2 separate regions of the Xenopus laevis genome follow, and region 2 is linked to region 1. Evidence: chromatin contacts called from public Hi-C data. All regions are on one chromosome and are shown on one strand. Each heading gives the region's core, a stretch centred on a gene start, on an enhancer-like site or on the middle of the called end of the contact. The rest is flanking DNA. Distances are from core to core; before and after follow the strand shown.

Region 1 (3,184 bases), core at 594-3,093:
GCCATTGACTTTAATGCATTTGTAGAAAAAAAGTCAACATAAGAAAAAAATGCCCATTGGGGGGGAATGTAATTAAAGTCGCAAAGAGAAAAACAATTTGCACCAATAAGACTAAAAATCCACATCTCGCAATGTAATATTGTTCCTTAAACTGTTATTGCATTGCAAATTTTAATTGCACATTGCAAATTTTAATTGCGCATTCTTAAGAAGTGCTTGAAGGTGTCGTAATCTTATGGAGCAAACATAAAGACTTTTTCAGTAAGAAGTTTTATTACATTTACTGCGCACTGGCGCAAACTATAAAATTCGCAAATGGTCTAACAGTTTCCTGGTTCGCAAAAGCTTTATTAAATTTGCACAAAGCATAATTTGTTTGGGCAAAGGCATAACTTTTTGCATTGCAAATATTTTTTCCTTTACCGATTTTTATTACATTCCCCTGATTGACTTTAATGCATTTGGAGAAAAAAAGTCACCATAAGAAAAAATGCCCATTGACTTTAATGCATTTGGAGAACAAAAGTCGCCATAAGAAAAAAACGCTCATTGACTTTAATGCATTAGGACAAAGAAATTTTGCCGTTTCGCAAATTTCTTTCTGCGATTTTGCAGATTCGCTCATCACTACTTGTAATACTACTACAGCCATGGGAATAGATTAAACAGGTAGCTTATAGCACAGTCATAATTCCCAGCATTGCTTTTTATTATTTTAATATGTAAGGATTCAAGCCCCCTCCCCCAAATCTTCTTAAACACAGATACCTCTTATTTCACATGTTAATTTAATATGTGGTAAAGCTTTATTTACAGGAGTACTACAGAATGACAGGCTGATCCGTGCCCATCAGTACACACAAGCTATTCAAGCTGTTTTGAATTCACTTTTTGGAATCCATACAGAAAATCTTGCTGGTATTTTCTGTATTATTTAAATTATTTAACGTGTACCATAAGCAAGTACTGTAGCAGTGTGCTGCCCTTTCTCTTATCCAAAAAACCCTAGAAAAACACAAAGTCATTTCTCCATTTTTAGCTGATAATACCATTTTTTAAATGATTTCCTTTTTCTCTATAATAACAAGACAGTGCATTTTACTTTTACTTTCTTACTGAAAGTAGTGACAACCCAACTTTGGCTAGAAACATCCAGGCAGTGACCCAGGGTGGTGATATAGTTGTATATGCTGTGAGATATTCCCAGGCACGGTGATTCCTACCCATGTAATAACTCACACACACTGAGCAGTTGCAACAGAGTAACTCTGGTGCCGTTTTACGGCAGCCAGTGCAGTTACGGTGTATGTCTTATTACATTATCTAGTAGAAGTAAATCTAGAGCAACTGGACCTGGATGAATGAAAACCTTCATAGACGTACGTCTTATTACATTACTGTACAAACTTTTTGCACGTTTTGCACCTTGATCATTAATGTTGAAATTCACCAGAAATTTGCGTCCATGTGATTTATGGTATTGAACCTCCAATCTTGGAGGAAACAGGAGCTTCTGTTGATTAATATGTAAAGGAAAATCTACATGAGATTGCTGACCCCTTGTCTTGGAGGCATGTGCATAGACTGCTTGTGGTAACCTGAGAGGTTTTCACTCCACATGACTGAGTTTGCACATAGCGTGCAGGTGCCTTAGGCAATATAAGCATATAATGACACAGACCAGGGGGCGTTTGCTTGGTTCAGAAGCAGAACACAGATTCCATGTCCTCCCACCTGCCCCTGCTTGAGTTATTGCCAGATTAGCCCCACCTTCTCCTCTTCCCTGATTGGATACTTGTGGAGGCATTTTGTAGGAGGCTTGGCACTTGGTCTAGAAATAGCTGCAATGTAACAGCCGTAGTCCCTTACAGTGACCAAAATTTACTAGTGTGCTCTGACATTTACCCTGAAACTGAAAACATGTGGTCATGGAAGTTTTAAGATTTTGGTAGGCGTGTTGTCGATTGTAGCCCCGCTGCTGTTGAATGAAACTTTACCTGCAACTGCTGTGTCAAAGCAGTCTCTTGTAACTGCTAGCTGAGATCCCTCATTTAAGGACCATTCTCACTTCTCCAGGTGGATTTTTTTTCTGTTTAGTGTAAACTAAGACTCTGTGAACACTTTTCCCCCCCATGAATGGCACTTGAATTCATTCACAGCAACAACTGGAAAGACCTAGCCTTACCCCCCTGTGATTACTTCAGAATCAAGCCTGCAAGCTCATCTGCGCTTTATTGCTTCCCACTCTGCTCTTTGCACATCACTGTGGTATTTCATGACTGACATTTTTGTCCAGCTTTCCTACTTGTCTTCCTCCTTGAGACTCATAAGTATTTTCCCAGCTCTCTTAAGGCGGCAATGCTTTTGCTCAAAAGGCTGAAGGTGGGAGACTTGAGGATACTCCCAAGATTTCTTGCCTCTGTATCAGGAAAGGAACATGTTCCTGCCAGGCACCTTAACCATGACCACAGCGTTGGGATGCCAGGAGAAGCCGCTCTTCCTAACACAGGCCAGTAAGTATAAAATAGGGTCTGTTCCCACTTCCATGTTTCATTGATGATGTTTGGGTATTCCACAATATTATACTGGGACAGTTACTAGATTATGTGAAAAATCAGGGGCATTTTTATCCGAAGCTGGAAGGGCCACATTGCATATCATTTGATCAATTTGCATCAGTACAGCCCAGCAATTGGGATTTTATTTTATTTTAATAATGATCTGTGGCCATGGATGGTGGTGGTATGGATGGTTATTGAAATTGATATGTTTTTGAAGAGCATAGTGCACTTACTAGAAGCCACACTGGGAACCTTGGTTCCTATTTGTGTTCTGTAATAACGCAGTATTATGGACCCAGTATTTTAATGCTATGATTCTCCGCTGTCATTATTCTTTGTTATTCTTCCTAGTTCAGTCACATGCCTGTTGTGCATAATTTTTTATACTGGCCCCTATAGTGAATATATATTTTTAGTATAGTGTTTGTTTTCCTGCAATTTGCCATGAAGCGAGACTATTTTCACTTCGCTAGAATTTAACATTTTTAAAATGTCCAGTGAATGTGTCCTTTTTCAGGCATAACTACCATGTAAGTAGCTATGCAGTTATCTATCATAATCTGACCATGGTTTAATATATATCAGATGCGTTACAATATATGCCTGTCTTTTACTGTATTTGA
Region 2 (2,840 bases), core at 113-2,612, 110 kb before region 1:
AAGAATAGGAATAACTTACGGGTGCTGACCCCAAAAATGTCACCAGGCTGTTTCCAGTGGTTTTCCATGATCCCCTTAAATATAATTAATTTTTCTCCAACTAAGCATAAACAATCCTTAACTATTTCTAAACCAATTTGGGGCTGCAAAGCTATTTATATGACTATTTGGGTCCCTTAAAAAAAGGGATAGAATTAATACATTATGGTGCATGTCATTATTTTTAGTTTCTGGTGTTATACTGCGTTACTAGGCATTTGGATCGAGCTCTAACTAGAAATGCAGAAATCACAGAGCGCTGTCTTAGCGGAAGTATGTGTCGGGATAATGGGTTTCTGAATAATAGATCCCATAAAAGACAAATCAATGTCAGCTTTGAATGGATGTAACCAGTGGAGTGTCTGGGCAGCTCTAATTTCCACTATACAAGACCATCTCCAATGGACGGTGGCTGTGCGGGTACAATATCACCATAATCTGAATTCTCTCATTGGTACAGATCACACACACGAGACTCTGGAGTTGGCAATATTTTCTTTTATTTAAAAACAACAAAAAGGTATTTTTCAAATTGGAACTTCACAAAATCATTGCAAAAAAAAAAATGAAGGATTTTAGCAGAGAAGCAGTGGATGGAAATTGTTAAAAAGGAAAAAAAAACAAGAAGAAACATCTGTACAAATGGTTCAATGACAAGCTATTTTACATTATTTTGTTTGGGACCGAGAAGTGAAAGAGCAACACATGACAATTTACTTATTGATGGCAAAGTCAATTCACTTACTGTGTCAGAATTAGGGGGGGGGGGAAGCCATATGTAACCCCTGACATGCCAGAAAAGTTCCTGGGCCAATGGCATGCAGTGACGGATGGGGAACCCCAGTAATGGCCGACAGTAAATGGATGATTTTGCGGTTACCTGACACGGTGTTTACTATGTGACACTTTGAGGCTTTTATCATGTCAGGTCCAAGGCACCTTGTCCTTTCCAGCACACCAGATATAGGATGGTCCACCCGGCCAAGGTTAATTGCCTGCATCCCGTTCTGGAGGCAGAAAAGGTATGTACAGCCCAGCATGGCTGTCGCATTGAAACGGATATGTATATATAAATCAGACAATTTCTACTGGAAGACTTTCCTCTTTCCTGTACAGAAAACCAATCACAGGTTGCCTTCTTCTGGCCCTCAGCAAGTTCCTGATAAGTGATAGTGAGTAGGTTCCATGTCTGCAGTGTTGGGCCTGTGCGGTTTCCATCCCAGCTTTGCTAGGAGCCTGAACAGGTTAGAGTTAGAGGGGGTGTTCAATGTACGCCCTCCATCATCCTTCTTCCAAGCATACTAGGTGGTGTCGGCCAACTGGGACACGTACAGCAGAGCTGGGCAACATGTGGCAGGGTTGTGTTGCGCTTCTATGTCTCTGCTCCACCCAAGCAGCAAGAGGAAGGAGGGTTACGTAGATGATCACCAGACGGTCGCCTGTCCCTGCCCTAAGGACTTTGTCCTGTTGCCCGTTCCCCACTAGAGGACGTGAATTCTGCACTATTTAGCTGGACCCTGTATCTACAAAAGCCTTCTGTCCTCCAGCAGCGACGGCAAGAAAAGGAAACACAACTAAAAAATCAATAGCAAAAAAAACAAAACAAAAACATTTCTTAATTTTAACTCTTAAAATGTAATTACAAAAAGTGTTTGTGTGATGTCAGAGTAAGGAAAGGGCAAGTAGTCTCCTCCCTTTCCTGTCTAGAGGCTCTTAGTGTTTCAAAGCTCTGCATCATCCTATTGCCCCTGCTTTCTAAAGGGGACCGTTTCTATTTTACACTTTACATCAGCTGCTGATTCTCTCTACTATTCACAAGTTGCTCAGAACAGCTTCAACCTCACGATCATCTCATTGTTACAGTTTTGTTTGTTTTTTTAACTTTAATTTATGGGGGGGGGTTGAAGTTTAGCAGCAACAGAATGGTTTGGAAGCCAAAAAGAACCCTCCGTATTGTGAGCGAATAAAGCTTTACACATGGCTGTTTAGCCACAAGCCCCTTTATGGTATCGGACACAGAGAGGAAGACGATTGAGTGAAAGGAATAAATGTTTGGCGCACAAGGTACAAATCTGTACAAAACAGACGCGTGTGTGTAAAGCACCAATTCAAGCTGCAAAATATATACAAATGTAACATAGTAACTTGCGAGCATCCTTGGCTTGGTTTCCAGCAAAGGGCTTGGATATTCTCACTGGAGAGTTAATCTACCATCTTTATCTTTATAGTCACATATCTGAATCCTCCTTGCTGGGAAATTCTATTTATTTCATATTCTGCTAATAGCAAATGGACTGAGGGAGAACACAAGCCCTACCCCTTCCTTATTGATCTACAGTAGGACACTAACCCACCGTTCGACAGATTTGTATGGCCCCAACATGCCCAAGATTTAAAAGAGCAAATACTTGTCTCATGGCAATCTAAGAGAACCTTGATCTAGAATAATAAACTTGCTTGTCCAACACATGGGTGTGATCTTGTGTCTCCAGGGTATTGATAAATAAAAGTGGACAAAAATGACAAATACCAGGTAAAGTAGCAGCATAAGCAACTTCTATGTCTGTCAGTCATTTCCTTAAAACTACTACAGGTATGGAATCTGATATCTGGAAATCTGTTATCCAGGAAGTTCTGAATTACAGAAAGGCCGTCTCCCATAGACTCCATTTTATCCAAATAATCCACATTTTAAAAAAGTATTTCCTTATCTCTGTAATAATAAAACAGTAGCTTGTAGTTGATCCCAACTAAGATATAGCAAATTATTGGAAGCAAAACCTGCCTATTTGGTTCATTTA

What was found. A called contact is a pair of places that touch in the nucleus more often than the background predicts.
Region 2: a contact with region 1 is called in a Hi-C map of the XTC cell line, with 4 times the contacts expected there. The contact joins the enhancer-like site here to the promoter of gls2.L in region 1. A contact is called at or near these places in 2 of 4 Hi-C or Micro-C datasets (the XL177 cell line and the XTC cell line).

What each region holds. Positions count from the first base shown.
Region 1 is chr2L:145,534,956-145,538,139 of Xenopus_laevis_v10.1, reverse strand. gls2.L (glutaminase liver isoform, mitochondrial) reads left to right here and starts at 1,843. Exons shown (of 18, transcript XM_018247423.2): 1 at 1,843-2,513. The coding sequence starts at 2,359.
Region 2 is chr2L:145,648,528-145,651,367 of Xenopus_laevis_v10.1, reverse strand. No RefSeq gene overlaps it. Among protein-coding and RNA genes, the nearest start is that of baz2a.L, 54 kb to the left of the region's middle. Within about 2 kb of position 1,362, at least 1 of the 7 cell types and tissues checked has an H3K27ac peak or open chromatin away from gene starts, as enhancers often do.